Linked DNA regions of Zea mays: region 2 is linked to region 1. Evidence: chromatin contacts called from public Hi-C data. All regions are on one chromosome and are shown on one strand. The core of a region is the stretch at or near the end of the contact, and the rest is flanking DNA. Distances in the headings are between cores, read along the strand shown.

Region 1 (4,659 bases), core at 1,194-3,693:
ATCATTACATATAAAAAAGTAACTTAACACATATAAGCACACATGGTGAAACCCTAGATCTAAAAAGTGGCTAAATTTGAGCAAGAATAAACAAAAATTGGTAAGAGAAAAATAAATCAACCTTTCTTAGTAAATAATAAACAAACAATCTTAATTACCAAACCTATCTTCCTCTCTCTCCATACAAACACATGCACTATTCATTAAACAGCTAAATATATCTTGGATAAACTAAATTGAGAACTATACTTGAAAAGGGAGATAGGAGGGCCAATATCTAACCATCTTAAACAACCTCATTTGAGGAAATAGAGACAATAACCTAACTACTCTTCTCTCTAACACATGGTGAAACCATAGATCCAAAATATGGATAAAATTAAGGAAAATAAACAAAAATTGACAAGATAAACATAAACCGACCTTTCTTAGCAAATAATAAACAAACAATCTTAATTACCAAACATATTTTCCTCTCTCCATATAAACACATGCACCATTCATTAAACAACTAAATGTATCTCGAATAAACTAAGTTGAGAACTAAATATGAAAACAAAAGCAACCTCATTTGAGTAAGAGACCGCTAGTGAAAACATATTTGTATTCCAGTGGTAGTTATTTTAAGTGAACCGTTAATAGAAATCTAGTTTTCACTAGCAGTTCCTTACACCAACCACAGTTGGAAACGGACAATCAATTTGCACCGACGGTTTTATTTGCGCCGGTGGATATGGTACCAGACATCACGTACGGTTTGATCGTACGAGTACGAGAATGTAAAGTGGCTGCCTGCACAGACACAGTGCAGACTGCAGTAAACACGCCTTTGGGCCTACCGGCCGGTAACCGTATGATGCAACAGTGATGATGATTAATAACGACAACAGAAGAGAGGCCGTGCACAAGTGCAATGCAATTGGCACATCGCGTGGTGGCATTTTTTTCCCTCTCGGGACAGATGGAGCAGTGGCACGGTGCTCCTGTCTGTCCCGTACTCCAACAAATCTCTTTGGGTTCTACGGTTGTTTGTTTCCAGACAAGATCCATTTCTGGCAGACGGGGCATCTCGATGGCAATGGGACAGCGGCAGTACGTTCGTAGGGAGGACACGTACACCGTACATACACGTACGGGGGCAATTTGCCGTGGGCTGGACGGACGGTTGGGGATCAGGGGGGTTAGGGTTTAGGTGATCAATACTACTAGTATTATTTTATAATAAACAAATGGAAAACTTGGCAAGCACATTCTCCGATCAGAATTTACAGCAGACGATCCCTTTCCTCCAGGCACGGCGGCGGCGGCGCCGTCCGCTGTGCCTCCGCTCTGCCTTGGCCATCCTCACGGGGCTGCCCGTCCATTCCCCCTGCAACCTGCGCATTCAGAAGCCCGGTATAATGCCATGTCCATCCAAGCAAGGGCACCTGAGAGATGGATGGGATGAGTACGTAGAGTCGTTTGACTTACACTATTTTTATGAATTTAATTATATTTTGATGATTTTCTACAACAAGAAATTAATAATACACCAAATAGTCTAAAAAATTCATGAATTTTTACGGGGACACAACATATATCCACATATAGTTCTCAAAAATATTTGGACTATAAAATCCACAAGATGTTGGTGTTTCTTCCATTCCGCTCCCATTTATTGCGTGAGTTACACGTGAAATCATTTTATGTATCAAAGTTTCAACATAATTAATATTTCACTTATCATTTTCACGCGGCGACTTGAGGTTTTATTTGAATGGAATGTTTATTTGTTTTGGTAAGCTTTTTGCAATTTTGGATCAAAACTAGTGTATTTATGAATTTTAATTATATTTTGATGATTTTATGTAGAAAGAAATTAATAATGTATAGATAGCCTCATGAATCTATGAAATTATACGAAGGTACAACATATGGCCACATATAGTCATAAAAAATAATGGGACCATAAAATCCACAGGATGTCAACGTTTCTTCTATTTTATTTCCACTTATTGCGTGAGTTACACGTGAAATCACTCTAAGTATCCAAGTTTCAACATAATCAATACTTCACTTTACCATTTTTATGTGGAAACTTGAGATTATCTTCTATTAAATTATTAATTTACTTGCAATTTCGTGGTCGAACAAGAATATTTTTTATAACCAATTAATGTATTATCCGACAAGTATCCGATATCCGATCAAATAATATCCGTATCCGTCACTTATCCGCCCGGATAAATATCCGGTCCTGTATCCGTATCCGTCCCGTTTCTAACTATCCGTATCCGATCCCGAATCCGTTTTAAATATATTAGGGTAGGATACAGGATGAGCTAATATCCGTCCGTATCCGCCCGTTTTCAACCCTAACTGGAAACGCAAAGGACCGGGCGCTGCTGTCAGACCGGAGAGAGACGCTGCCAGAACACACTGGATGGCGGCCAGACACCGACACTGGGCCTGGCATTATACCGCGTCCAGAGATGTCCGGTTCGTGGTCGTAGGTGTCCACATCGCCGACGCGAGCTGCTGCTGGTTTTGAGCTTTCATCGTCCGTGCTTCTTCCTATGCTGAGCTCCTGGTCCGTGTGACCATGTGGTTCTTGGTTCTTCCTCTCATATGCATCGCCTGGCTCAGGGCCGGTCCTGAGATTTTAGAGACCCGGGGCGAAACCAAAAATGAGGCTTTTAAAGCTTTATCTATATTTTTTTTACTTTCTTCTAAGTACATCGACAAATTTTTTATATGATAAAAACTCAAATATATCAAAATAAATTCAAATATGTTTACATGTTACCTCAAAATTTTCTTCTAACATTTCTTATGCGAAGTCGTTGATAATAATGTTGATATCAACCTTGTCCAATAATTTCTTCTCAATACATAAAGTGGCCAATCCGTTGAGCCGTTCTTGAGACATTGTTGACCTTAAATAGTTCTTTAACAATTTCAACTTTGAAAAGCTTCTCTTAGCTGATGCAACAGTTACATGCACAGTAAATAATATCCGGTAAGCGATTGAAATATTTGGATACGAATCCATTTGCCTAACATACTCAAAGATCTCCATAGAAGACATTGGTCTTTCAGGTAAACTTAGCTTCAAGACCTTCAACTCGGATAGTAGGTCATTTACCTCAACATCAGAAGTATCATGTGAAGAGAATATTTTTGCAAATTTGATTCCTCGAAGTGCTCTGTGCATTTTTTGAGAAAAAAATCAGTGTATGCTTCCTCTTTGCGACTCTATCAATTCATCAACTCGCTTCTTTTTTCTTTTTTCACTACCTGATACATATTTTCTTGTTGACATGGTACTGCTGAAATTTAAGAATTAAATGATTTGGTCAGACTAAAAATCAAGTGTTGTATTTGTAGACTTCAGACTTGTAGTTGTAACACATGTGTTAATTACCTGCAATGTGAGGTGATCAGATGGCAAGGGCGGCAAGCGCAGGGCACAATCGCGCAAGGGCAAGGTTTTCGCGTGCGTTTGCGGCGGCCGGCGGTGATTAAGGATTTTTTTATTCCAATCACTGTGGTGTCCAGACAGTTGAATCGACATGGGCCTAATTGGATTAGTTTTACCTGGACCTGACCATAATACGTATATACACTGTATGTATATCTGGGTTGGGGCCCCTGGAATTTTGGGGCCGGTGCGATCGCTCCGGTTGCCCGCCCTCAGGACCGCCCTGGCTCAGCACTTTGAAGCAGAAGTAACTCTTGCAAGCTGACCTTCTTCTCGCTAGATTCTCCTGCTGCAACATCGATCCCATCTTCAAGACCACACTCTTTGCCATTGCAGTGAGGAGCGAAGCCAACAGGTGAAACTACTTCTGGTTTCAGTCCGTGTACAGACACTCTAGAACAGCCTTTCTTCTCGTATCCTATGTCGCTGTCTGCACCGATCACTTGGCGACTGAAATTTGGGGACGACCTTCTGTCCAGTGGGTTTTCTTCTGATGCCGTCCGAGTCCGACGAAGCAGCGCTCCTTCGTCGACGTAGACGTCCTTGACGAAACTGCCGCCGTAATGAGCGGAATCGATAGCATCTGCCGGTTCTATCTCCACGACATCCTTGTCATAAGAGACATTCTCAAGTACAGCAGTATGTCCACCTTTCTGTACCGTGTCTTGTGATGGGTTTTTGTCTTGTACCAGAACAGGGAGGCACGCACATCCCATACACTGTACACTCCAGCACGTACGATACAGCCACATCAAGGTCTAAATTAGTATTAAAGAAACATTTTTTTCCCCGGCAACAACTACTATGCAAGCAGTCTTTGTGTGCAAGCATACAAACAAATCATTTAATCTATTAGATCATGATCCAACCGTAGATCACATTTAACACTTAAACCCTTCCACCACTAACTCAATAATCTTTATAAAAAAATCCCTAACAAATCATGGTTGTATCTGTGGTTGGATCGTAATCTAATAAATAAGATGATTTGCTGCACTGCTTGCATAGCAGTCGTTGCATTTTTCCCCTTCCCTGTCTCATGGGTACCAGACGTACAACCCATGACCTGTTCTTAGAGATGGCAATGGGTACCCGCGACCCGATACCCGATGGGTATTTACTTCATTAGGGTATGTATGTGAGCTAAATATTCCACCCGTGGGTATGTTATTGGGCAAAAATCTTCACCCAATGGGTAA
Region 2 (4,659 bases), core at 543-3,042, 640 kb after region 1:
AACTCTGGTGGCCCGCGTTACGGCGTTAGGGGCTGCAATCCATAGTTAGGCTTCTGGCTATCTTTGAACGGTCACCCTGATCTGCCCTTACAGAACTACAGAAGGCCTGTGGCAAAATTAACCCGAAAGGCCCGGAACTAGGACGCACTCCGACTGTCGCACTCCTTGTTTGTCATGTACTGACGTGGGTGGGGGCGCACACGGATGTGACGCGGCCGGCCGGCGACCTGCTTCGCTGGCTGGCTCCTAGCCCTCTCTACGCGGGGGACGCCAAGCGCCCAGGCCAGCAGGTAGAATATGCAGCCGGCCGGAGCAACGTGACGGCGCCGCTCAACGCAGCCACTGCTTGTAGGACGACCGGGTTCCGAGACAGCACGCGGAGAAGTGATTAATCTAGACACCGTGATTAGACTAGTTAAAACCGTGGTCACGCACCGATGAGCTGCTGCGCCGATGCGCGAGAGTCGCGGACACAACAGCAGGGGGGGCTGCTCCCCCGGCTCCGGTGCAAGCACGCCGATCGCCGGCCGAGTCAGCATCCGCACCAGCACCACCGTATCCTATTCCTTGGTGCATTGCATGGCGGATTCGCGGACCGAGAAAGGACACGATGCGCGGCTCCACTTGGTCGAGCACGCCAGGTGACAGAGATGCGGAGCAGCCAATCAAGGCTGGGGACCCTGCACATGTTACGGGCACATACACGGCTACACCACCGCCACAGGCGACCATCCACAATAGCCATATAAAAATTCTCGTTGCTTGCTCTCACATTCATTTCTTCACGAACGTAAAAAAATTCGGTAAAAAGTATTTCCCCTTGCTTAAAACACGGTCTTGATCTAGACAAAGTTCTACTACATCCATCTTGAAATCGTATTTTAATCTCAGCAATTTACTGTACAACGGGCAGTGCGATCCACCCGTATGGATTGGTTGGGTACGGCCAACCTTAATCTACGGTTGTTGTTGTCTTTTATTCTGGACTATAATGAGTTATGAGCCATTTGATGACCCTAGCCATATCTGACTATAATGAGTTAGAGTCCTACGTGAAGCAACACTTGTATTTTAAAGCCTTGTTGGGTCAAATGATTCTAAATGTGAGTCGAGAGGAAGCTGCTACAAGCCCATGATTTTGTGGAACAACTAAAATATATGCTTGGTTCAAACAACTGCCAACTATAAGTTCTATTGTCAAGTATAGATTCTGTAAGAGTATTGATAACCGTTAACTATAGATTTTATTGTCAACTATAAATTCCGTAAAACCTTGATAGTTTGGTAATATGAACGACAAAAAATATTAAAAATCTAGGATGAACCGTTATTTTGAACTGAACTAAATGAAAACATATTATGATGTTTTATTCTATATATTTTTTAAATGAATCTAGTTCAAAAAGCTAAATCAAACGCATCCTTAATCTCAACATCATCTTACCTTCAACCAGGCCTCTTACCTCGCGCACATCACCACGTCATCGGGAAAACGTCAATCGAAGTAAATAAAAAAGAATGGAGAAGGTACATTTTCAACGAAGAAAAGGAGAATAGTTGAAACTAATCATTTCTCTTTCCTTTGCAAAGGTTGGAAACTAGACCCATTCGGGGGCATCTCACACGCAGACCACCTTCCCCCTCCCCTGACCCTGATGCCACTTCCTCTTGTATCACACACAGACACAGCTCAGCAGCAGCAGTATCGCCCCGCCACCCGGTGCTTTTGTCTCTCTCTCGCTGGGTCTTAAAAATCCAACGCCAACGCGGCCGCCGGATGCGCATTGCCCCCCTCCTCCCTGTCTCGTCTCCTCGTCGTGGCCACCTCTTCCTCTGCTCCCCCTTCCAGGGGTCGTTCTTGGAGCCCCAGTTCCTCGAGCTGCGTCCGCCGGTGGTCGCGTAGGTGGCGGATGCCCGCAATGGGGAGGAGCAGCCGCGCCTGCTCCCTTCTTGGTTCAACTCACCTGCTCCTCCTGCTGCTGCTCTCGGTCGGCTCCGCCGTCGCCCAGAATGGCTCTACCTGGAAGACCCTGAGCGGTAAGCTTTGGATTCGCTGCCTTCTCACTTCGTTTCTTCCAAGGTTCCCGCACTAATTGTGTATGTGGTCTGATCTGGTCGATTTGCTGCCACTCTTCGCTTAAAGATCAGCCCTCTTGCCTGTAAATTGCAATTTTTGTTTTGTTCTACAGCTTGGCCTGGATCTTCAGGATGAGTGTGAACTGGCTGCGCATTTATTTCTTTTTTTGGGTGGGGCGCTCTGTTTCTGTTTTTCTGCAGCAAAATAGTTTTTTAGGGCTTCTGCAGCAAAATAGAGCTTTGCTGGTTTTTAGCACTGTTTGGGAGACTAGATTTCTGATTGGAAGTTTGGGGCCAGCCATGATACCTTTTAGCATCTCCAGCAAAAAAAATGCACGGTAGCCTTTCTAGCTAAGTGGCAATTTTGGTTGGGATTGAATAGCAACATCTTTCATGTTCGTTTCCTGTTTACATCACCGTGCCTCCAAGTGCAAGCCTATGCAATATCACTTTCTTGGTGAGGAACACTCAGTAAACCATTAGCTGCTGGTGTCTACTGTTCATGGGCTGCGTATGACCCATATGGGCGTATTGCTATTTTGAGAACGGGATGGGAGTGGATCAGTTCGATGGATGTTAATTCGGGCGGTGTTTTGAGTTAACCCCGGTAATAAGAGACGATAATTTCAGATGGTCATGCGTGCTTACGAGTTTTATGTCCGTCCGGTAAGGTAATTTTGGTTTTGTAGTTTCTGCCGTAGCACTTAGGGTTGTTCCAGTACTTTTGTCCATCTTCATGACCCTAACAGTACCAATCGTCTCATATTTCCAGGCAAGGCTCCAGCAGTCGTTGCTAAGGGCGGGTTCTCCGGACTATTTCCCGATTCCAGTGACTATGCTTATCAGTTTGTTGGCATATCTAGTTCCCCTGACACCACCGTGTGGTGTGATGTTCGGCTGACGAAGGATGGTGCTGGTATCTGCCTACCGAGCATAAACATGGATAACTGCACAATAATAGCCAGTGTTTTCCCACAAGGGAAGAAGACCTACAAGGTTAATGGTGTATCTACAGCGGGCTGGTTCTCCGTAGACTATACAAGCACTGTTCTGCTGCAAAACGTATCTTGTAAGTGCAGTTACAAATTGTGCTTCCCTATCGTCTTGAGCATTTTGATCTTTTGAACTGTGATGAAAGAACTATGTTCAGATGTCTTTGCATTGAATCTCATACCGCTTAGTAAATGCAGATGTCATGCTTCATTAACCCATTTTCATATTTGCAGTGAAGCAATCGGTCCTATCTCGTACCCCTGCATATGATGGTTTGTTCCAAATAAATCCTGTTGAAAATATTTTCACCTTATATAAGGCACCTGCTGTTTGGTTAAATGTCCAGGTAGGGATAAAACTGTAACCAGCTTTGAACTACAAATTTGGTGATTTGCCTCTCACCAGAACATTTCTTTTCTTTTCAAACTGCAGCACGACAGTTTCTACAGCCAGTTTAAGCTTAGCATGAGAAGCTATATCCTGTCCTTATCGAAACAATTCATTGTCGATTACATCTCATCGCCTGAAGTGAACTTCCTCACCAGTATATCTGGAAGAGTTAGCAAGAAGACAAAGCTTGTGTTCCGATTTCTCGACGAACGCTCTATTGAGCCATCAACAAACCAGACATATGGCTCAATGCTGAAAAATCTGACATTTGTCAAGACTTTTGCCTCTGGAATACTTGTTCCCAAAAGCTATATCTGGCCTGTTACACCAGATAATTACCTGCTGCCTTATACTTCAGTGGTTGATGATGCTCACAAAGCAGGACTAGAAATCTATGCTGCTGATTTTGCAAATGACTTAACCATCAGCTATAACTACAGCTTTGATCCATTAGCGGAATATCTTTTCTTCATTGATAACGGTGCCTTCTCTGTTGATGGTGTATTGACTGATTTCCCGATTACTCCTTCAGAGGCAGTTGGTGAGTCCACCTATCCTTTTTTCATGATGCAATTAATAAGTATCTGTTCAAGAATCTTATGCACTCAAGGTGTCTACTAGGCGAGTGTGATCTTTTATTCAGAATAGTTGTTGTGGAATCATGATTCAGTTTTGTTTTTTTGACTTTGGTGCGAACCCCCTAACAAGTTGAAAGATCTAGCATGGGCCATGGCCACTTTGGTCTTGATTTGTTCTTCTTTTGTTCCTGCAGGTTGCTTTAGTAACCTGAACACCAGCAAGATTGATCATGGTACACCTGCTTCTTCACGCTTAACTTCACCTATTTAAAAATGTTACTGAATTTCATCACATTGACAATGCAGCTAAACCTCTAGTTATCTCGCATAATGGTGCTAGTGGTGACTACCCAGACTGCACTGACCAAGCTTATGAAAAGGCAGTTGCCGATGGTGCGGATGTCATTGACTGTCCTGTTCAAGTGACTAAAGATGGCATACTGATATGCATGAGCTCTGTTGACCTAATGGATGTTACTACTGTTGCAAAATCACAATTTGCTTCGCAAGTAACTACCATCAACAGTCTGAAGGCTGGGTCTGGAGTCTTCACCTTCAACCTTACTTGGGATGATATTTCTAAGAACCTAAAGCGTAAGTTGATTTGATGTCATTTCCCCTA

Evidence for each region. A called contact is a pair of places that touch in the nucleus more often than the background predicts.
Region 2: a contact with region 1 is called in a Hi-C map of leaf, with 9 times the contacts expected there. The contact joins the promoter of LOC100383563 here to the enhancer-like site in region 1. A contact is called at or near these places in 3 of 25 Hi-C or Micro-C datasets (ear and leaf).

The regions. Positions count from the first base shown.
Region 1 is chr4:132,145,883-132,150,541 of Zm-B73-REFERENCE-NAM-5.0, forward strand. No RefSeq gene overlaps it. Among protein-coding and RNA genes, the nearest start is that of LOC103653686, 8.6 kb to the left of the region's middle. Within about 2 kb of position 2,444, at least 12 of the 20 cell types and tissues checked have an H3K27ac peak or open chromatin away from gene starts, as enhancers often do. A contact at or near this core is called in ear and leaf, where this site is marked.
Region 2 is chr4:132,789,509-132,794,167 of Zm-B73-REFERENCE-NAM-5.0, forward strand. It overlaps LOC100383563 (Glycerophosphodiester phosphodiesterase GDPDL3), which reads left to right and starts at 1,793. Exons shown (of 9, transcript NM_001176211.1): 1 at 1,793-2,037; 2 at 2,849-3,145; 3 at 3,303-3,415; 4 at 3,502-4,000; 5 at 4,232-4,270; 6 at 4,344-4,631. The coding sequence starts at 1,911.